5 separate regions of the Mus musculus genome follow, and all the other regions are linked to region 3. Evidence: chromatin contacts called from public HiChIP or PLAC-seq and promoter capture Hi-C data. All regions are on one chromosome and are shown on one strand. The core of a region is the stretch at or near the end of the contact, and the rest is flanking DNA. Distances in the headings are between cores, read along the strand shown.

The links. Promoter capture Hi-C pulls out the DNA fragments that hold promoters and counts their contacts. HiChIP or PLAC-seq counts read pairs in DNA pulled down with a chosen protein or histone mark.
Region 1: an H3K4me3 HiChIP or PLAC-seq map of bone marrow-derived macrophages shows a contact between it and region 3, with 4 times the contacts expected there. The contact joins the promoter of Racgap1 here to the promoter of Prpf40b in region 3. A contact is called at or near these places in 1 of 484 Hi-C or Micro-C datasets (embryonic stem cells), 2 of 115 datasets of contacts at active chromatin or transcription factors (bone marrow-derived macrophages and embryonic stem cells) and 2 of 9 other capture datasets (liver and pancreatic islet).
Region 2: a contact with region 3 is called in a promoter capture Hi-C map of liver, with 3 times the contacts expected there. The contact joins the promoter of Asic1 here to the promoter of Prpf40b in region 3. A contact is called at or near these places in 5 of 39 promoter capture datasets (the 3T3-L1 cell line, embryonic stem cells, hippocampal neurons and 1 more), 1 of 484 Hi-C or Micro-C datasets (embryonic stem cells), 1 of 115 datasets of contacts at active chromatin or transcription factors (stem cell-derived neural progenitor cells) and 3 of 9 other capture datasets (adipose tissue, liver and pancreatic islet).
Region 4: an H3K4me3 HiChIP or PLAC-seq map of stem cell-derived neural progenitor cells shows a contact between it and region 3, with 6 times the contacts expected there. The contact joins the promoter of Tuba1a here to the promoter of Prpf40b in region 3. A contact is called at or near these places in 3 of 115 datasets of contacts at active chromatin or transcription factors (bone marrow-derived macrophages, pancreatic cancer cells and stem cell-derived neural progenitor cells) and 1 of 9 other capture datasets (adipose tissue).
Region 5: a promoter capture Hi-C map of cranial neural crest shows a contact between it and region 3. The contact joins the promoter of Lmbr1l here to the promoter of Prpf40b in region 3. A contact is called at or near these places in 2 of 39 promoter capture datasets (the HPC-7 cell line and cranial neural crest) and 3 of 9 other capture datasets (adipose tissue, embryonic stem cells and pancreatic islet).

Annotation. Positions count from the first base shown.
Region 1 is chr15:99,650,307-99,654,390 of GRCm38.p6, reverse strand. It overlaps Racgap1 (Rac GTPase-activating protein 1), which reads left to right and starts at 2,735. Exons shown (of 17, transcript NM_001253808.1): 1 at 2,735-2,884.
Region 2 is chr15:99,668,292-99,672,905 of GRCm38.p6, reverse strand. Asic1 (acid-sensing (proton-gated) ion channel 1) reads right to left here and starts at 2,529. Exons shown (of 12, transcript NM_009597.2): 1 at 2,012-2,529; 2 at 745-1,122; 3 at 1-38. The coding sequence starts at 1,106. It overlaps Gm34880 (a long non-coding RNA gene), which reads left to right and starts at 3,050. Exons shown (of 4, transcript XR_875662.3): 1 at 3,050-3,498; 2 at 4,157-4,495.
Region 3 is chr15:99,293,452-99,297,862 of GRCm38.p6, reverse strand. It overlaps Prpf40b (pre-mRNA processing factor 40B), which reads right to left and starts at 2,625. Exons shown (of 26, transcript NM_001370635.1): 1 at 2,435-2,625. It also overlaps a transcript of Fam186b not described here.
Region 4 is chr15:98,951,042-98,955,577 of GRCm38.p6, reverse strand. Tuba1a (tubulin, alpha 1A) reads left to right here and starts at 2,077. Exons shown (of 4, transcript NM_011653.2): 1 at 2,077-2,127; 2 at 3,887-4,109; 3 at 4,242-4,390. The coding sequence starts at 2,125. It overlaps B430209F14Rik (a long non-coding RNA gene), which reads right to left and starts at 245. Exons shown (of 4, transcript XR_875650.3): 1 at 126-245.
Region 5 is chr15:98,916,249-98,920,343 of GRCm38.p6, reverse strand. It overlaps Lmbr1l (limb region 1 like), which reads left to right and starts at 2,246. Exons shown (of 17, transcript NM_029098.3): 1 at 2,246-2,494. The coding sequence starts at 2,423. Gm41396 (a long non-coding RNA gene) reads right to left here and starts at 2,375. Exons shown (of 5, transcript XR_001781764.2): 1 at 2,288-2,375; 2 at 1,322-1,431.

The DNA.
Region 1 (4,084 bases), core at 1,486-3,985, 360 kb before region 3:
ACTGCATGGATTCCCCATTTCTCTCCATATGTCTGCCTGCTTCCCTTTCTGCCTTCTGGGTTGGAGTCTGCCCATGCTTCAGACATCAATCTCAGCTCATCTGCCTTTAGATCGCCGGCCCAGAACAGAGTCCTCAGCCTGGTGCTGTTTGACCCTGGGCCTCCACCCTCCGTACCCAAAGTATGCAAGACGAACTCCTTCCCAGGGCAGGAGAGCTCACAGCAGGACTGGGGGTGGTGCTGGTGATGCTGAGGCCCTTGAGTGGAGGAGGTTCAATTTGTATTTCTAGAAAGAGGCTGAGAGTAGATGAGAAGGAACTGGAAGTCACAGCCGGGTGGGGCAGTCGAGGTAAAAAGACAAAAGCGCTCAGTGAGTCTGGTGACAGCGCCTCTGTCTGGCTCCTGGCATGGAGGAGTTCGGGCGGGCGGGGCGGGATGGGGCTGCCCAGCAAGGGTCCTAGCGTTCGTGCTCCAACGGGAATGACTTGCCGCACGACGGCGGCGCGTTCCCGCACACTGAAGCTCTTTTACAGACTTAGCCAGCCTCCACCAGCATCCCGGCACTCGAAACCACTGCGTCTCCAGAGGCCCGACACTCAAGAACCAGGTTAAAAGCCAGCGCCTCCCGTAAGTGGCAGAGCTAGGATCGAACCCTATGCTTCCTGGAACTGGAGCCTTTGCATTTCCCAGTTCAAGTGGACCCCAGCTCCCAATGCTCAAAACTCAATTTGGAGGTCCTCACCAGTCTGGTGCATCAGGCAAAAGGTGCTGAGTGAGATGATACTTGGCTCCTGGGTTCCGTGGAGGGGTTGGAGGGCAGTGTCTCCATCCCGTTCCCGCCCCACCCACCCCCACTCCAGCCGGCCCATCACCGGACATCGTTTGGAATATGTAGATTGGGTGGTGGGATGGAATACTGCCACCATCTGGTAGAGTTCAACTCACCTGCACTTGAATGACTTTGTTGGGGCTGCCTACCATGCTAAATGCAGCAGTAAATCAAAGGAGTCCTACTGCGGTTCTCTGGAAGCCGATGGACTGGCCAGCAAAGCAAGGGGGTATTTACTGAGCAGATACTTGGTACTGGGACATGTGCTTCATTTTACAAGGATGTCTGAAAGGCCCCGAGAGTCAGACATTGTTTCCACTTATAGATGCCTGAGCCAAAGCACAGCACGTGGAAGGCCCTACAAAAGTAACTAGAAGAATCAGAAAACGATGAGGTAACTCACACAGAGGAGGAAGGGAGCTAGAAATTATAGCAAAAGCACACAGAGGCAGGCAGCATAGACTCCTTTGAAGAAAGCATTAAAATAATAATAATAATAATTCAAGTTGCCCAAAGGACAGATAGGACTTAGTCAAATGAAGTTGGGGGAATGGGCAGGAAGGATGTTTGGGGCAGACGGAACAGCAAGAGTTCTGCAAGCGCTGGATGCTAAGAGTAGCTTGGTGCACTTCAGGACCTGTAGACAGGAGGGAGTCAGGAGGGGCAGCTGGAGAGCCCGGAAGCCCAGGTTAGGGGAGCCCTGTTAAAGACCCTGATCTTTTTTTAAGGAGGAGAAGTGAAACGGTTAATGGTTTTCAGCAAGGAAGAGCCATGGTTGGATCTGATTTTTTGTTTGTTTTAGGCTGGTGTGAAACTAAGTAGCAGAGGCTGGTCTTAATCCCTCAGCCTCCACGCCCTAAGTGCTGGGGTTTCGGGTGTGTGCCACCACACCCACCCAGAACTGCCTTTGAAAATACCACGGTTGTAAAGAGTTCGAGGAAGGGCTCAGTTCCCTTGGTGGTTAGACTTCTGAGGCAGGCCAGGCTGGCCTTGAACTTACAGAAATCTGCTTCTGCTGTGCTGGGGTTAAAGGGGTGTACCTGGATCACTGTTTCTAGTAAACTCTAGCTAGCCAGTATTTTGTCAAGTTGCTAGTAGCCACACCTACCAGTAATTAGTAAATTCAGGAAGGAAGGGACACCAACACAGAGACATAACAAAAAAAGGAACAGAAACATTGGGAACACACTAATAGATTAAGATGAATAGTTTGCTGGTGTACGTAAAAGGCATTTCTGATGTTGGGTCCAGATCTTTCAAAGTTTCAAAGCCTCTGTACCAATACGACGCCAAATTTTAAGTGCCACTTATTAAATGGAATTATAACACTTCATTTTGCATTTCTATTTGTTTTCTTGAGCTGTCTTCCCCCATTCATAGCTACTGGAAAGCAGAGACCACATGATCGGTATTTTTTTCTGATTCCTAGCAGAGTGCTTGCTATGAAGTTGGCATACTTACTGTGCATCAAATAGAAGTCTGAATGAATGCGTGAATGAATGGAGGGATAATTATAGCTCAGTAAATATGGTTAAAATGATTGCTGCTCTGTCTCCTTCTGGAATTCTTCCTATTCTACAGTGAGACCCGAAAACTATTCAGTTATTAGTTTCCAAGGGTCCTATTTGACTGCGTGGGGAAACAGGAGGCAAGAAATAATATGCAATTAGTCAACAGGTCATTAGGATAATTGCAAGAAAGGAAGCTGGAGCCTGGAATGTGAGTCCTACACGGGCCACGAAACACCCACTACTCCCGCAAAATTGTGTGTGTGCCCTTAGTCAAAATGGCCGCCTTTCGGGCGTCTCGCTAATGTAATGCGCATGCCCATTCCGTTTTGCGCCCGCCCCCTGGCCCTGACACTTGCGTCTTCGTGATTATGAGCTCCTCTGTGATTGGCTGGTGCGTGATTTTGAACCGGATCTGGCGGCGCGGTTTTACACTGCCGTTAGTGAGGCGCGTCGCTGGTAGACAGCAGCCCTCCTGGGGCGCGGCGGCCGGAGAGTGAGCGCCGCGGGCCGGACGGGGTTGCGTGTGCGCGGGGCCGGGAGCCTCGGTAAGCCGGTCGAGGTCGCGAGCGAGCGAGCGAGCGGGCGGCGGGGAGGCGGGCGAGGGGAGGGGGCGGCGGGACCCGGCTGCTCTCGGCGTGGCGCTCCTTGCAAAGTCGGGGCGTCCTTTTGAGGCGTGGCCGGCCGGGTGCGGGTGTGGTTCCCTCAAGGTGGTCTTGGCGAGCCCCAGTGCCGGGCGTGGGAATGGCGGGGAGAGCCCCCTCATACCCTTTTCCGAGGAACAGTCTCTTTTGAGGGAGAAATCAGGTGTTTGGGGAACCCGGCGGCCTGACGTGGAGAGCCTCTACCTTCTAGGCTGTCTCCCACAAGGCTCATTAGAACATCCCTAGTTGTGGAGAGTTGGAATGTTGCAAATTCGGAGCCTATCTCGGGTGATTTTTTTTTTCCAGGCCCCCCCCCCTTTTAATAATTTATTGCCCACCTCTGTCACTGACCTACCTACTGTTCTGTGATTTGCATGTGAAACCCTTTGGGGTGTATTAATTTATATGAACAGCTTCCACCAACAGAAAAGCTAAGACTTGTTCTTAACTATAAAACGTAGTGAGAATGGTTATATCACAACGTAGTATTTTGGTATTCTGGATTCATGTTCACTAGCCAGGGTCACTTATATTTGGCTCACTCATTTCCCTTGGAATGAGAGCTTTGTTTTTGTGCCTCAGAAAGAGAGGAAGAAAGAGAGGAAGAGGGGGAGAGACTGACTGCAGTACTCCCAATAGTGTATCGGAAGGTTATTGGATTTACTGTTTACCTTTTAAAGTTCTATCACTCCTAAATAAACTGGACTCCGTGTATGTGTGGTAGTGTCTTATGTAGCCCAGGCTGGCCTCTTGTAGCCAAGGATAACCTTGGACTTCTGAGCCTCCTGTCCTTGGAGTGCTGGGATTACAGGCATTACAGGATAACTTGGAGATTACATGTGTGATCTGCCATTCTCAGTATTTGCTGTGTTGAGGACAGAAACCAGGGGCTTGTCATGCTAGAGAGACATGGTATCAGCTGAGCTACAGGCCAGCACAATTGTACATGTAATTTCACGTAAGACTGTCTTCTACTAACCTTTAAAACCTCTGTGGACTGATGAGGCTGCATGTCAGGCTGCCAGGGTGCAGTAAAGATAGGGACTCTTATGCTGTGTTAGACTTCAGTGCTGTCTGCTGGTCAACTTGGCTTTTGGGTTGATG
Region 2 (4,614 bases), core at 1,280-3,779, 380 kb before region 3:
GCTTTTCATCAGCCATCTGTGTGTCCGGTATCTCATACCTGGAGCCCAGGGGTGAGTGGCACATGGGTCAACATGATCGCTAGTACCCATGCCCTACTTGGGGTGGGGTGGGGGCAGCACTCAGAGCCCCTGGAGGATCAGATCTGGACATAGATAGGCAGAGATGGAAAGCTGAGTATGCCAGGAGAGCCTGACACATGGAATACAAGAAGACAAAGGCTCTGTAGGGCAGGAGCCTTGGATGGTACAGTCTTGACCCTTAAAAGGTGGTCCGTCCTAGCCAGGGGTAGTGGCGCACGCCTTTAATCCCAGCATTCGGGAGGCAGAGGCAGCAGATTTCTGAGTTTGAGGCAAGCCTGGTCTACAAAGTGAGTTCCAGGACAGCCAGGGCTATACAGAGAAACCCTGTCTCAAAAAAAAAAAGGAAAAAAAAAAAAAAAAAAAAAAAAGGTGGTCCGTCCCATTCCCTAAGTGAGGCAAGGAGGATAGTACCAGGAGGTAGGTGATGCTCTCTGGGGAAAGAGCTAACATCTCCTAGCTCAGGCTGGGTGGGGACAGAGCTGTTTTGACCTAAGCTGGAATCAGAGATTGTGTGTAGGTAACTGGTACTGGCATGATCTCAGCCCCTCCGCCTTGAGCGGCAGGTTTAAAGGAATGCTAGAGGGCAGAGCTGTTTGACTTTTGGTGGGCTAAGGACGGTGTTACTCCACAAGTCATGCGGAGGGGTGGATGGGAGCTGCCCACCTGTTGTTGAGCAGGGCCAGCAGTTCCCCAGCATGGTACAGGTCATTCTTGGAGACTTGGCTAAAGCGAAACTCATTGAGGTTGCAGAGAGTGACGGCAGGGAAGGTGAGCTGGGAGGCAGCCACCTCGTCGAGCTTGGTGACGTGGTGGTAGCAGAAGTAGTACTGCACACGCTCAGTGCACACACACAGCAGGACGGCCAGCGAACCCAGGAAACACAGGGCCCACAGTGCCCGCTTCAGAGACAGCCGCTCATAGGAGAAGATGTGGGCAAGACCGTGCAGCGTGGAGCTGCTGGCAAAAGCCTGGATGCTCACCGGCTGGACACCACCCACCTCCTCCTCCTCGGTCTTCAGTTCCATGCTTGCCAAGGGGATCCTAGAGGGAGGAAAGAGGAGACAAGACTCTGTCATTGTCCTGAGATGAAGGCGCATATAGGGCCCCTCCAATTATGTCCATTCAAAATCCTTAACCGGAGGTCACTGCTTGTCCAAGGGAAGACTTCCCTGACATGCAGGCTCCAAAGGTGGCTTGAACGAGGGACCATCCAAGATGACAGTCATTAAAACATAGAGGCTTGGAGGGGGGGGTCAGCTCGGGTCGAGAGAATGGTCTGCAAGCTTCCCAGACTATGGGGGACCCCAGATACAGCCACTAGAGTGAAGGAGGGAAGTCCCTGATGCACCCACAGGCAGGCATGGGAGTTCCCTCCAGATGTGAGGTCACTCTGGGACAGGAATATCTACCCCAGCCAAGATCAAACTCCCCATAATGGGCTGAACCAGGGGTCAGGGGCTCTTCTCTTGATCAAGGGTATCCCCAGGAACAGGCTGTCACCTCAGGAGCTAAACCAGGGCCACCTCTCCGGAGGTGGGCACATCTGGGGAGGGGCCCTGCCTGTATCCTCACCTTCTGTGTCTCCAGTTCTCAAACAAGCACAGGCATAGGCGCAGGCTGTGTGTGTATGTGTGTGTGTGTGTGTGTGTGTGTGTGTGTGTGTGTGTTTGGGAGAGGATGGTAGGCTGCCTGAGGTGGATGTAGGAATGGGGGGGGGGGGCGCGGTTCCCTATGACAGCCAGTTATCCCCGCCCCGAACGCACCCCCTCCAGTCCAGCTTCTCGTCGCAGTCATATTCCCGGCTCGGCCCCCCGCCCCCTCCCCATCCGCCGAGCCTCCCCAGAAGCTGGAGAAAGCTACAGTGGAGGAGAGTCTCGGCTTTGGGGCACCAGGAAGCCCGGGGCCCAAGGCAGCGGGGTCGGAAACCCACCTGAGGGGGCTGGGGAAAGCCGGCCGCCGCTGCAGGTCCTGGGGCGCGAGGCGGTCCGTGGGCTCAGCGCCGCGCGGCGGAGGGGCTCATGGCCCGGAGCCCGAGCCGCCGGCTGCCGCGGCACCCGCGTAGAGCCCTGCAGGGAGCGGCCCGCTCGGCCAGCTCGGCTCAGCTCGGTCCGCCGCCCGCGCGCGCTTGCTCGCTCGGCTTGGTCCGCCCGGGGCTCGGCGCGCTGGCGCTGCGCGGTGCTCTCAGCCCCGGGATCTGCAGGGATCCATCGTCCGGCCGGGAGGCGGCGGGAGGGGAGGAGGAGGGGAAAGGGTGCGCGTGCGCGCCTACGAGTGTCTGCGAGGGTGTCTCTGGGCCGGTGTGCGCGGGGGGCCCCCGGCCCGGGAGCGGAACCGAGGGCTCCCCCCGCTGGCTCGCCTCCTCCCGCCGCTCTCAGCAGAGCTGCCTCGTTCGGATCCCGGAGCCGGCTCCGCTCTCTGCTTGCGAGGCCCTGTGGCTTGTGTGTGTGTGCGCGTGTGTGTGCGTGTGTGACTATGGGGTGTGTGTGTGTGCACGCGCACGTGTGCGCGCAGGAAGGAGGGTGTCTGCCCCCAGCGTCCCCCTCCCCACGTTGTCTCCTTCGGATCGAAGCTCCTGCTTCTTGCTGCTGCTGCTTCCTCTGATGGCACATGCACACGTGTACACACACACACACACACACACACACACACTCCGAGTCACAGTCACACTTGACTGATTCAAGCATTTGCCTGTGTGGAGATACAGGCACATTCAGACCGGAGTCTTACCTTGCCACTCAGCCATCCACACATCACATACACCTACACATCCCTGAAGCCTGACCCTCACACGAGCACTTACCTGTTTGTACACATTCACTCACCTGCTCTTATTCCTGCTTCCCACCTTCATGTGACCCACACACATGCACATATATAAATACCCTTGGCCACCCAGACCCCATTTGTATATCAGTGGATTTCTTAAGCAGCCCGTGTGCAAGTGCCTCATTGGCAGATCTATAAAGCAGAGAGGAACAGAGAGAAGAAAAGAGACATGGCCAGAAGTGAGGGCAGATGGGGCAGAAGTAGGGAAAAAGAAAAAGATACAAAATGAAGGCTGCAAGGAGGAGTGTGTTCTGGGATGGACCAGAAATCTGAGTCCTGAAACCTGGAGGCTGCTCCTGTAGCTGTCACCTCTCTCCTTCCCTCCCTCTTTCTTTCTCCGAGGCCTTGGGGGGGGGGCCCTCCCTATCCAATTAGCAGAGAAGGAGCAATCAAGGGGAAGTTGTTAATTTGCTGATGCTCATTAGGAGCTCTTAACACAGAGGCTGTTGAGGTCTGATGGTGTCAGATGATGGTGTGGTGTGTGTGTGTGTGTGTGTGTGTGTGTGTGTGTGTGTGATGCAAGATCAGAATTATATCCATTGCAGCTCCTTTGCTCCACTTACAGGCTGGTGAAGCTCTGAGAGAAGGAAGGTGAGAAGCAGGTCTCAGGGACATGGTTCTGGGTTTGAGTTTGAGGAATGAACCTGACATAGAGGGAAGAAGCTGATGAGAATTTGTGAGGGGTTGGGAGTAAGAGGTACCCTAGAAACCAGTGAAGATGTCTCTCCAGGGATAGGGGTTTAGGTCTGGTGAGAGATTGAGGTCCATTCAGCAGGACCCAGAGCGCCAAGCTGCCAAAATAAAGATAGTATCTCGCCTTCCGGCTGGGGAGCTGTCCAACGGCACAAGCGCTGCTGGTGGGCTGCCATGCCCCTGGGCAGCCACCAGGTGACAGCACTCTCTCGGATACTTAAACTCCACTTAAAGGGCAATGGGGGAGGCGGCCTGTGAAACTAGGAATTACTCTAGGAGGGTCGCAAACGGGGTTTAAGTGATGATTCTAGCCCTGGGTCTAGTCTGGTTCCAGGCTCTCCAATGTCCTCGGGGGAGGGGAGGACCATCTTGGAACATCTGTAACATCTTTGCAAACCCCACAAGCTGAGCGACACGTGGAGCCTCTTCTAATGGCTGCAAATTGCTTCAATCACCTGGGATGTTACCGAGGGAGCAGGGAGCAGCGTGGGTGGAGGGAAGGAAGGTGATGAGGTGAGGTGGCGGCAGGCGAGGACTGATTGAGGCCAATGAACAGCCGCAGGAGTAGTCCGGGGAAAGATAAAAGGCATGAATCAGGTATCCAGGCTCCAAGAACAGGACCTGACCCCACCACGCAATACCACCGGCAGGACCCTTGGCCAGTCCAAGCTTCAGTTTCTTCATCCTTATGATGAAGGTTGTATTTATTTCACCTTGTTTTTCAATGATTATGTGAATCACTGATGGAAAATGCATAGTTCATTGATCTGTGTTTGTAAATCCCCAGTAACAAATGTTACTGGCACTCTGATTTAGATCTGGAAGAAAAAAAAATAGCCATATCAGCCATATCAGGACAGACTTCGAGATGGTAGCTCCTAATTCGGGGAGTTGGGTAAGTTTTTCTTTTTCTTTTTTTGTTTTGTTTTGGTTTTTCTTTCTTTTTTTTTTAAGATTTATTTATTTATTACATGTAAGTACACTGTAGCTGTCTTCAGACACTCCAGAAGAGGG
Region 3 (4,411 bases), core at 1,376-3,875:
AACTCGGAGCTCACTGATAAAGCCAGTCTCACTAGCTGTCATACTCTGGTGATCCAGTCTCTGCACTAAAGGCTAGAATTACAAGGAGCTGAGCATTTTGTATGTTCTGGGGATCTGAACTCCAATCCTTCTGCCATTGCAGCAAGCACTTAAGCCACTAAGCCATCTCGACAGCCTAGGTTTTCTCTTTCTCAAACTCCCCAACTGTCTAGACAGGGTGGCCCTCCACCTGAAGTGCTTTGATGACACCATCTCATCCCTAACCTTGGTGGATTTTTGGATACTACCTAAAATACTGTTTGCACTCATTTGTTTGTGTAAATTCTCTTGAGTATAATCGGTAATAGAAACATGTAAAATAGAGATCCTTTACCTTGGTGGAAGGCAGCAGGTATCAAATACTCATATGGGAAAAGTTACATGATAGAAAGCTAACTGTATGGAGACTTCTGGACAGAATTCAAACCCTGGCCCATTTTACTCAGTTACCCAGGGAAGACAGAGGGATGGGATGAATGGAAATGACCATGGACCTTTTAGAGTCTTCCCTCCCTCCCCCTGTGCTGTCCTTTCTTTTCTGCTCCTCTCACCTGCTGCAATACCAATACAACTTTGGGACGGTAACACTTCTGAGTGGACTCTGAAGTGACCAGTGCAAAAGGACAGTAGAAAGAAAGCTAAAGACAAGCAGATTTGTCAGTCTTCCCCGGAACAGAACACACATTGTAGGGCAGGGGAGAGTCAATACTGAGACTATTGGCCATCTAGTCATCATATATTCAGGGAGACCAATGGAAGCATCCTGATACAAGATGTAATCAATTCTCAGCCTTCAGATCTAAGGGGTAGCTCAGAACTGAGCACTCAGAAGAACAGGGAAAAAGACAAAAATAGAGAGACAGGGAAGAGAACAGAGATCACGGCTAACAGTAATGTTTGCTGGGTGCATATTATGAGCCAGAGTCACACCACATGTCCATTTAATCCTCACAACCTTCTGAGAAAGTATCCCCATTTCATGGAGAAGCTGGGGTTCTAACAGGTTACTTCGTGGCTACAGTTCTCAGAGATTAAACGGCGGAGGCAGGTTTGGAATCCAAGCAGTCCGACCCCATAAAGCTGCCTCCCAGAAAGAAGGATGGCACAGATGACATTTCTTAGCCTCATTTTTTTTAATCCCAATCCTGAGATTCTGAGACAACCAGGTGATCCTAGGTAGGCCTGGACTGACTTATTCACCAAAGGAACTGTAAGAAAATGAAGGCTAAGAGGCATATTTCTCAAAGAGAGGCAGCCATCATCAAAAAGAAACGGGGTTGGCAGAGTAGTTCAGCACTACAGTTCTTGCCGGCATTAACAAGGCCCTAGGTTCAATGCAGAGCGCTGCAAAGAACAGCTGAGCTCTAGCACCCTGTTGTCTCCACTGACCTGCAGAGCCCAAATAGGTCCAGCCCCTCCCCCACCTACTTCCTAGCCTCTACTCTGGTGTGTAAGCCCTAGCATTTCTTCTGCTCCCCACAAAGAGCCTAGAGATCTTTCTAGAATACAACATTTTGCTTCTGATCCTCCATCACCTCTTCACTCTCCCGAAGAAACAGAATGTTGTTACTTCTGGTTCTCATCGTTTTTGAACTTCCAGGGTTCAACTTCCTCTATTTATAGAGTTCTCCCATTTCTCCAACGGGATTCCCAAGGCCCAGGCCTGCCAGGACCCAGCCTTGCAAGCTTTAAATCTCTTATCCGTAAATCCCGAGAAATTTTCCCCAGTCAAGCTGAAGGTCTCCACTCCAACATCCTCCTGCTTGACGCATCCTAGAACCCCTTCGCCTGAATTCCCTCCTCAAATCCCGCCCCCTTCTGCAACGGATGGAGAGTCCGTTTATCATACTGCCCATTTTCCTTTTTAAAAGTCAATGGGAAATTCAAGGCCCAGAGAAAGGTAGTGACTTGCCCAAGGTCACACAGAGTTACCACAGTCTGTCTGAAGGCAGAGCCAGGGTTGGGACCCAGGGGCCTCTGCTCCTCCGTTTCTTGGACTACTCCGGTTCTGAGGTGGAAACCAGGAGCATCTCTTTCCTCAGAAGTCCCTCCTAACCTCGGGAGACAGGTTTTGAGAACGGATGGGTAAGGAAGGGTGTCCCCTAAGGTCCAAAGGGGCACCTGGGGCTTCCAAAAGGCACAAGCCTGGGTCTGGGGGAGGGGCACGGGCCACGCCAAATAGCCTAGGATTGGCAACTGGTTTCCATCGCCTGCCCTCCCTTCGCCCCCGACCTTTCTCCACAGACCCACCGTTCACTTCATCCCTTCCTCCTCCTCACACAGCGCCTAGGCTCTCCGTCCCCTCAGCCCCCGGTCGCACCCGCCCCCCCGCCCCCCGCCATGCACCATAATGGCCTCCCCGCCCCTTCTACCCTCACTCCCCGCCCCCACCTACCTACAGGGCTTCTTTTCCTCACCCCTCGGTCCCCTCGCCCTCCCTCAGGGTCCCGGGTGCCCCGGCGGCCCTCCCGCCTCCCCGGCTCGAGCCCGGGCCGCAGGGGGCGCTGTGAGACAGCCCCGGGCCTCTCCACCCCCGCGCGGGGACGTTACCATGCCAGAGCCTCAGAGCAGCTGGGCCGGCTCGGCCCACTCGCCAGTAAAAACAGCTCTGATTGGCCGGGCTTCGGCCGGGAGGGCGGGGCCAGTGGGGGGGTCGCACCCCTTCGTGGCCGGGGCTCCGGTTGCTCTCGCCGAGGAGCGGAGCCCCCAACCGGCCCGGTGTGCCCGGCCCGGCTCCGCCCCCGGCCCGGAGCGCCAGGCCCCGCCCCCACGTGCGCAGAATCCTGGGACCGCCCCCTGGGGCGGGGCGCGCCTGGGCCCACCCCCGGGGGCGGAGCGCGCCTGGGCGGGCCTGGGACTGACCGCGCGCTGGCTGCGCAGGGCGGCGTGGCTCTCCCGGCTCACAGCCCCCTTCTTGCCCGCGACTCCGCGGCCACCACCCAGACCGGACCGAGCCATTAATTTCTCCCGCGCAGAGGGCACTACAGCGGTTCACAGAGCGGCTCTTTTCCCTGCGTATTTTCTTTAGTTTTAATTTTTTGTTGTTGTTGGTTTTTTTCGAGACATGGTTTCTCTGTGTAGCCCTGGCTGTCCTGGAACTCACCAGGCTGGCCTCGAACTCAGAAATCCGCCTGCCTCTGCCTCCCGAGTGCTGGGATTAAAGGCGTGCGCTACCACGCCCGGCTTTAGTTTTAATTTCTTAATTCAAGAACTATTAATTAAACTCCTGTGCCAGCAGCCGTATGTGTCGGGCAAAGCCGACAAATCCCCTAAATGAGTGCGTACGTGCCTCTCGCTTAGCGCTGGGTTACTTTCAGAATCTGCCTCTGTAACATCTACAGTGAGAGATAAACGTTCAGTTATGTAGATAAGGGAACTCGAAGCTACTTAATGGGCATGCATGCTCAAGTTCTTGGGCTAGTACAGCTGGCCCTGGTTGGAGGCATTGCACCTCTTTACCCCTCCAAAGCCGGGGTAAAGACCAAGACGTTGCCTGTTTCCTTCTGTAGGTTTCTGAACCTGACTCAGGAAAACACCTCTTTATGTCTATAGACAATTTGGCTTTATCAATAGTTGTATTAAAAGTTCTTATATTCATTCTTCAAGCCAGCACTGAGTTGTAGAGGCAGACAGATCCCTGGGGCTCAGCGGCTAGCCGAACTAGCCTACATTGTGTTTTCTGACTAGTGAGAGACCTGATCTTTAAAATGATGTCCCAGGACGTCATGAAAAGCCGGACATGAGGGGAAGAAACCCTTTCCCCTGAGATCTAATTTGTCTTTCTTGAAGTGATCTCAAATAACAAATCCATGATGCACTTTAAATCTAATGTATGTCAGGTGGTAGTGGGTGTACCCCTTTAATCGAGCATTTGGAAAGCAGAAGCAGGCAAATCTCTGAGTTCGAGGCCAACTTGGTCTATACAGCAAGTTCGAGGACAGCCAGGAATACACAGGGAAATGTGTAGCCCAAAGAAGCCCTGTATCAAAACAAAACAAAACAAAACAAAACAACAAAAACAAAATAAAACCAAAACCGAGCTTAAAAAAAAATCTAAAGTCTCTTCTTTCCCTTATGTTTTCTTGCTTTTATTTTATTTATTTATCGGGGGGCGGAGGGGGACACATGTGTGCTCACTGCACCCATGTGGGAACCAGAGGACAACTTTCTGGGGTCACTTCTCTCTTTCCACAATTTGGGTCCTGGGGATTTAATCAGGTTATCAGGACTGATGGCAATTGTCTTTACCCACTGAGTCATCTCTCCAGCCTCTCCTTTAAAAAGCACTTTGTGAGCCGGGCAGGGGTGGCACACGCTTTTAATCCCAGCACTTGGGAGGAAGAGGCAGGTGGATTTCTGAGTTCGAGGCCAG
Region 4 (4,536 bases), core at 828-3,327, 340 kb after region 3:
TACTATCAATTCTAAACATAAGAGTTAAGAGAGAAGTGATCAGAACAATATCGGAGCACATGGGTGTGGCCTTCTCTGAGAGAGCGCTGACACCATTTAGTTCTTGTTCTTGCTGATATACTTACATGTTAGAGGTAGTCAAGTCATCTCTCTTCCCTCTGCTATAAAATAATGAAGATGAGGGGGTTGTTTTTCCTAGGAAATATGCAAGAAGTAGACAATTCTTTGTTTGTGGGTTATATTGATTTGTTTTGTTTTGTTTTTCTTTAGAAAAGACTTTTACGATAAATTTAAACAAGAAAGGCAGAGCTGTGGACCTCAGGCTAGAAGAACTCATGGCCACCATTGTTAGCTCACAACCTGCAGCTGCTGTGTTCCCAAGGCTCTCCCTCCCACACCAGCGCCCTGCGCCTTGGGAGCCCAGCCGGAATGAATGGACTCCACAGGGCTCGCAAACAGAGCTGCGGGCGACCAAGACTCTGCTACTGAAAGGGAAGCCATCTGTCAAAATCCACATTTTTAGCTCGGTGCCCAAACAAATATCTCTTTTCCTCTAAAATTTCATCCTGCAAATTATCAGTGGTCCGCAGCTCGGAGACTCACTATATAGAGATCTTCCTTGCTGACAACGGAGCCTTTCTACATAGCAAGAGAGTGCCACTGTAATCTATTTCCTAGGAGTGAAAGCAAGGCATTTTTGTCCCAAGGGGCAATTGAGCAAGGACCACAGTCTCTGGCTGAGCAGCCTTGGGGAGAGCAGCTACAGTTCCCACAGTCAGAAGCCCAGCTGCGGAAGGGGCTATTTACAGAATTCAGGGAACTACATAAAACTGCAGCAGGGCTGGCACTGCACAGTTGTCTGGGGATGAAAACATCACAAAATGGTTTCCTTTTATATTATAAAACGCTCCTCTTTTTAATTTGGCATCTCAGTTATTTTTTACTTGATATCACCCCTCCCCCTCCAAAAAAAAAAAAAAGACTGGAGAAATACAAGCCCACACAAAGAGCTAGTTTTTAAACTCAATTCTTTCTCCTTACAGTTTCTGAATTCCATATTAGAAAGGATGGCTCATTTCTAGGGACAAAATAACACAGGCTCTGGGGTGAGGTAGGGTGGGGTAGGGGGGCGGGCACGGAGGGGTGATGGGAGAGAATTACAGCTAAAGAAAGAAAGCTCTCTAGTATTAAGTACTACTTTGTATATTATTTCTCTCTTCTCTTCTTTCTTTCTTTCTTTCTTTCTTTCTTTCTTTCTTTCTTTTTCTTTTGGTTTTTGAGACAGGATATCACACTATATATCCAGGGTGGGCACAAATTAGCTGCAATCCCCGGCTTCCCAGTGCTGGGATACACAGGAATAAACCACTAAGGCCAGTTAAGATGACCTTGAGCTGCAAGTCTTCCTGCCTCTGACTCCCAGGTGCTGTTGAGGTCACAGGCGTGGTCTACTCGTACTGACTTTTGCTCAAATAATAATAAAGAATAACAATAATACAATAACTATGAAACTAAACATTCAGCCACGCCTTTTTGACCACCCCCGTATCTTCTGCTACTTTTTAAAGCAAATAGAGATGTTGAATTCTGACAGAACGTAATTAAATTCAGTATATTAAAAATGAAAAGCTGGAATTTTCCAAAAAGATTCTAAACATAAATTCTGTGATTAAGTGTTGGGAAAAACCTTAGATGATTTTTAAATACAGTTTAAGGTTTAAACTACGTATAATCATCCAACCCCAGTTTTCTTTCTTCCCTTTCCACCCCTCCCCAACTCCACCCCATAATGGATGCTCGGCTAGCTGCCTTTGCACGGCCTTTGTCTGAAGGATGCAAAGTCTACGGATGCTAGGGGGAAGGGGTGGGGGAGAGATTACCTCATACCATGTCGCTTGCACCAATCACCACTCTCCTGTCGCGGCTTCTCTGGGCAGACAGAGGGGTCTGGACCAACAGGAAAAGGCCCTGGCCCATCCCCATGGTGACAGAGCTGTATATAAGGAGCCGCATCCGCCCAAGTGCCGCAGGTTCTCTTACATCGACCGCCTAAGAGTCGCGCTGTAAGAAGCAACACCTCCTCCTCGCCTCCGCCATCCACCCGGCAGCCGCGAAGCAGCAACCATGGTGAGCAAGCCTTCCCCGGCTCTCGGTAGATAGAGGGTGGGTGTCAGTCGCCCCAGATCTGCAAGGAAACGTCTAAGGCTTTGGTCACCTCTGCGGGGAAAGGGTGGTCTCCATGCTTTAAGTTTATCTTAGTCTTTGAGTCCCGCCGCCGCAGTGCGGGACACGGAAACGCCCAGACCGGGAAGAACAAAGGCAGCGCCGATGAGCTAGCGCTGGCAGAGCCAGGGACTGCAGGGGACCACGGGGACCGCCGGGGACGGGTGGGGGATCGAGGGTCCGCTGCTGTAGGAGGGCAGGGGCGGCGGCCGAGCCCGAACTCCAGAAACACCGCCCCACTTCGCTAGGAAAATGTTTAGTTTGCGTCGGATCCATGGCAGCCGCTGTCAGGGAGGCGCAGGGGCGGGGTTGTTTGTCTCTTGCTTCCGTGGCGTTTTGGGAGGGGTTGGTTCTCACTAAGCCTCTTCCGAGCGGTTTTTTTTTTTTTAATTATTTTTATTTTTACTTTAAAAAAAATCGTTGTGGAACTGTAGTCATGGGATGTTTCGTCTGCAGGGCTGTCAAAAATACGATTTGCTTAACGGGGACATCTCGCTGAGGGGGGAGGGGAGCTGGATGGTTGGGGAATGACAAAGCCCACTTTGTGAATCCTAGAGTACGCTGATGGTCAGAACCCAGGGAAACGCCCTTCCCCGCCCCCCACCCCCGCAGACAATGAAAGTAGTCCCTCCACAACAGACGTGTATCTCTATAGAATGAAATATTAGTGGTATGTAGAGATTCATAGGATAAAAATATTATTTTCTACTTTTAAATTTAGCTATCTTTTCACTTGTTTTTTTAAAAAATGTTGGCGCTCATTGTTTCTAACTTAGCCTGCTTTAAGAATATTTCCATTCCATACAGTGGAAAACCTTCAAAAAACAATGGATTTTCTGCAAAGAAAAAAATTATACTCTGCACCCAACCATCTTTTGTTCTAATAAATGTGCACTAATTCATTAATTCAGGCTAATGGCCCCAGCCAGGGTTAGGAGGGACCATGAAAGCAGCACAAAGAGATCGCATAGACAGCTGCTGGAAATAGAGCTTTCTCTGTTAAATAATGTAACAGCACAGGCTAGCACCAGGCACAGAGAACGTGGCAATGCAGAAATCAGACTTTGTCTAGCTTGTCGACTAGCCAAAGTACTGATGGGGTCTGTCTGCAGAAGGGTGTGGCTCCTGGCCTCAGCCGCACTGCAGATGTCAGTGTTGAAATAGAAGGTCCTATAGTGTGAGACTCTTTATTATGTAGCCTAGCCAGAGTACTGATGGGGTCCACAGAAGGGTGTGGCTGTTGGCCCCAGCCGCACTGCAGATGTCCATGATGAAATACCAGGTCCTATAGGATGAAAACTTCATCCTTACTTATCGGGTAAAGAAGCAATTAGTATTATTATGGATAATTATTTTGTTTTACAGAATCTATGCTTTAAATATTTTTCAAATATGAAAGCTGTTCTATTCAAGCAAGGCTTTGGAAACAATGGGTTTGCACCATGTCTTAAGCAGTATTAAGGTGACATCTAGGCCACACCCACTTTTGGTGTTTGTAGTGAGTACTCCTCATTGTTCCTGTTATTAGGGATGTGACTCCAAATAAATTTCAACAATATTTCTATTTTTAGAAACACTTTAGAAATCTATTAAGATCTAAAATAGAAATACAGCTTAATATTATAACAGCTTAATTTTATAATTTTTTTCCCTCTTTCCACAGCGTGAGTGCATCTCCATCCATGTTGGCCAGGCTGGTGTCCAGATCGGCAATGCCTGCTGGGAGCTCTACTGCCTGGAACATGGCATCCAGCCTGATGGCCAGATGCCAAGTGACAAGACCATTGGGGGAGGAGATGACTCCTTCAACACCTTCTTCAGTGAGACAGGAGCTGGCAAGCATGTGCCCCGGGCAGTGTTCGTAGACCTGGAACCCACGGTCATCGGTAAGCTGGCTGGGGGCTTCCCCAGGCATTCCTTCTTGGTCACATACTCAGAATCTCTCTCCAGACCCAGAAGGGTGAGTGAGCTTGTGTGTGTCCTCGGTGGCCGATGGCTGACGTCTTCTCCCTTTGCAGATGAAGTTCGCACCGGCACCTACCGCCAGCTCTTCCACCCTGAGCAGCTCATCACAGGCAAGGAGGATGCTGCCAATAACTATGCTCGTGGCCACTACACCATTGGCAAGGAGATCATTGACCTTGTCCTGGACAGGATTCGCAAGCTGGTAAATGCCATATATGGATGGGTTTAAAATGCAGTGGGAGGGTGTCTTGGTATCTGTCAGAATCTGTCAAGTCTTTTCTATCAAGCAAATATGGCTCCCAATCTAAAGGAATTGCAAATAGTGCTAAGAGTATGCCCTCCTAATAA
Region 5 (4,095 bases), core at 997-3,496, 380 kb after region 3:
AGACAGAGAGAGAAACAGACGTACAAGTGTAAAACTTACAACTGTGGTGTGGTGGAGTGGGGCATGGTGGCACGTGTATTTAATTCCAGCATCAGGAGGAGCAGCAGCTGGATCTCAGTGAATCTGAGGCCAGCCTTCTCTAAACACTGAATTCTGAGAAGGCTGGGACTATAGAGAGGCCTTGTCTTAAAAACAAAAAAACAACAACAAAAAAATGCCAACAACTCAGAATTTGCATATAACGTATGCATATCGCCCAAAATATTTAGAACCAATACTCCAGCACCTATAATTCTCAATACGGTGTAAAAATTATATAAATAGTTTAGGGTATAGCCGGGCAGTGGTGGCGCATGCCTTTAATCCCAGCACTTGGGAGGCAGAGGCAGGTGGTTCTGAGTTCAAGGCCAGCCTGGTCTACAGAGTGAGTTCCAGGACAGCCAGGGCTACACAGAGAAACCCTGTCTCAAAAAACAAAAAACAAAACAAAATTTAGGGTATACCAGCAAGAACACAAAATCTGCACATGTTCAGTACAGACATAATTTTGTTCCCAAGACTTTTTTTCATGGTGTTGGGAATCAAATCCAAGGTCTTGCTCATGCTAAGTTCTTTATCACTGTGTAACATTCCCAGCCCTAGATGTATTTTGCTGTTGTATTTTGAAGCAGGGTCTCTCTTTGTATCCCAGATGTGTTTTTAGACTTGGTCTCTCATTAGGACTTGGGGCTACATGAATAGGGTTCGCTGACTAGTCTAGTCAGCAGACCCTAGGGATCCTCCCGTCCACACCTCCCCGGGTTCACCAGCCTGCACTACTCATTAATTGTGGGTGCTAGGAATGGAACTTAGGTCCTTCTCCTGTTACCAACTGAGCCATCTCTATAGCTACCCCTCCCAAATGGTTTTTGCTTTGTGTTTGAGATTAGCTGAACCCACAGATGTAGAACCCAACAATGCAGAGGGCCAACTATATAAACATAAATGTATACACGGGATGTATTTATTTTGTTTTTGAGACAAATTCTCACCATGTTACTCTGGTTGTCCTAAAACATTATGTAAAGGGCAGACTGGCCATGAATTTATAGATCCACCTGCTTCTGCCTTCCTAGTGCTGAATTAAAAGACGTGTGCCACAATGCCCAGATGGTTTCTGAATCTCAAAGTAGGACTGGGCCAACCTCTATTTTCTAGTTTCAAATTAAAACGTTAAAACGTTAAAATGTTAAAACATTAAAATTAGATAAAGGCTATAAAGAGAACAGCACATAGCAGGGAGTTAATGTTTGGGAGTTAATGTTTTACTCAACCCACTCACCAATATTCCCTGGGATATTTCCTCAGTTTCGGGATAGCCTGGGCCTGGTAATACATGCAATCAACTAGGAAGCTGAGAATTCAAGGGTAGCCTGGTTTGCATCGCAAGACCTGTCTCAACAAAACAAAAGTTTCATGACATTTTTAAAAAGTCTCCTGTTTTTTTGTTTTTGTTGTGGTTTGTTTTTTAACTATTTGTTCTCTAATACCCTAGGCCTTCCACAAAAATAACTGTGTGAAAGCTGTCTGGAGTGGCAGGGAAACTCCAATAACAAATAAAAAAACGCATCGGGCAGTGGTGGCACAAGCCACTAATCCCAGCACTTGGGAGGCAGAGGCAGGCGGATTTCTGAGTTCGAGACCAGCCTGGTCTACAGAGTGAGATCCAGGACAGCCAGGGCTACACAGAGAAACCCTATCTCGAAAAACCAAAAATAAAAATAAAGAAAAAGAAAAGAAAACGCTATGGACCTTTGGGTTACAGGCAGCCGTCCCTTCAGAAGACCCCGTGGTGCTTACATCTTCTCGACGGGCTGACCTGATCCCAACCTTATTCGTTTAAACTAAAATCCTGACGGATACACATCCTGGAACCAACCCTCACATCTCAGCCGTGGACCACAAGGACTCTTAGTTTTAGAACAGCTTCGACAGGCCAAAAACATCCCGCCTCCTTTCCCAGAATGTCCTATCAGCGCACTCCTAGCGATGACCGACAGTCTACGAGGAACCAGTAAGTTCCGCTCCTCTGAAGAAACCCGCCCAGGCCTTGTGTCGTCACTGGGCACCAAGCCTGGCACTTCCGCGTAGCCGGGCGGCGGGTACTTGCGTTGAAACGTGCTTGCGAGTGACCCCACCTTAAAGGGGAGGGGACCGAGGGGGACCCGAGCCCTTTAAGACTAGGCGGGCTGGGGCCTGCCCCTTTAAGGGCGGGGCGTCCGACCGCAGAATCTGAGCCCCAGATTACCTTGAGTTTCCGTCACGGGCAGCGAGGAGAGGCGCTTAGGCTGGGTCCGGGTGCTTGGCGGGCGGCGGCGGCCTCATCCCCGCTCGTCCTCCCCGGGCCCGGAGACACCCCCGCCCCAGTCATGCTGAGCAGAGTATGGAAGCAGCTGACTACGAAGTGCTATCCGTGCGAGAACAGCTGTTCCACGACAGGGTCCGCGAGTGCATCGTGAGTCCGGGACCTGGGCGGGAAGGGGCCGGGCCGAGGTGGGAGGGGCGCGCCGCGATGGAGACGGGAAGTCCAGCTGCCTGGGCTCCGGAGCACCTCGACCCCTGCGAGCGCCGGGGCCGGGCCGGTGAACTCCCGGTCGGGTCGGCTGGGTCCCTGAGCCGTAAACAAAGCCGCCGGGTTTCCGTTCCTCGGCCGCTCGCCCCTCCCCCCGCCCCTTCTACTCCACCCCCGTGGGCGTTCCTGGCGATGGGGGTCCTCTAGTGTGGAGCGTTTGATCCTCTGGAAAAGGATGGATTTGCTTCGGGACAAGTTAGTGTGCGTGTTCCCCCTTAAAAGTAGATGAAGGGCAACCATGGTTGATGTTGAAATGAAGGGAGACTCGGTCACATTGAGCAGTTAACCGGGGACATGCGATGGTGGCGCGAGGGGCGAAGGAAAAGTGGGAGCTGTAGTGGGTCCTCCCACTAAGGAAGAAAGAAGTCCTGTCCGACGAGATGGGGTTGTAAGAAGTGGAGATGGAGGAACACCGAGGTTTCCCCGCCTGTTTTCTCTCCCCTGTAGTAGTGGTTGTTTTCATTCCTTCTGTGATTGAATCCTGGGCCTCTGGCATGCAGCATGCCAAACACAAGCCAATACAATGACACACACCCCGCACGACTTCCGGATAATTTGTTTGACACTCAGACTGGGTTTCCAGCCATCCCGTGTGAGTTCTCATGTGTGGGTGGGGTGGGGTGGGGTGGGGTGGGGGTGGGAGGGTCCCGGGTCCGCAGTGATCCTGAGCGCATCTAGCCTGTATTTCTTATTCTTTAAGCATTAATCTAGAATTGCAGTTGAACTTTCCATACGGCAGTGTACTACTCTAGGGTAGGAGCACCCGTGGGACTTAGGGAAATCTATTTTCCTTGGGCCTGCTTTGAATGATAATCTCTTTGTCTGCTGGGTTTTTTTGTTTTATTTTGTTTTGTTTTCCCAGAGAGCTCTGCACATACTAAATGAAAAGGGAAGGGTTTGGAGGAGTGGAAGGAGATCTTACTGAATAAAGGGGAGGGCTCAGATGGTGTCTTTCTTCATTTTTCTCAGGCTGAGCTTTAGGCTACCCCTTGGCATGCTTAGATTGAAGAAACGGTAAAGGGGACTAGGTCTGCCCTTACCAATGAGGGCATACGAGTATCTAGCCCCAGGATAAGAGTCGGGTAGCATCTCTTCTGTGTTCCTTGGGAGAGGTACACATTGGGGATTGGGCATATCACGGTGGGGGGCCAGGGGGGGGCACATCCAGGCCTTATAAGATACTGACCACCTGGAGGGATGAGGCCGAAGAAACTGCTCAGTATGTGTTTCTGCCTCCTAAGCCATTAGCTTAGGACATCAGCTCCAGCCAGGGGCAAGTGAACGTTTCTAGTGTCTCCTGAATGTGGCTCCCATCTAGAAACTAGAGAACAACCCAGGTAGGAGGTGGGGGTGCGCGCCTTCAGTTCCAGCACTCAGGAGGCACAGGCAAGCGGATCTCTTGAGTTTATGGCCAGTCTGGTCTACAGAGTGAGTTTCAGGACATCCAGGGCTACACAGAGACACCATGGGAGAGGGAGGGAGCG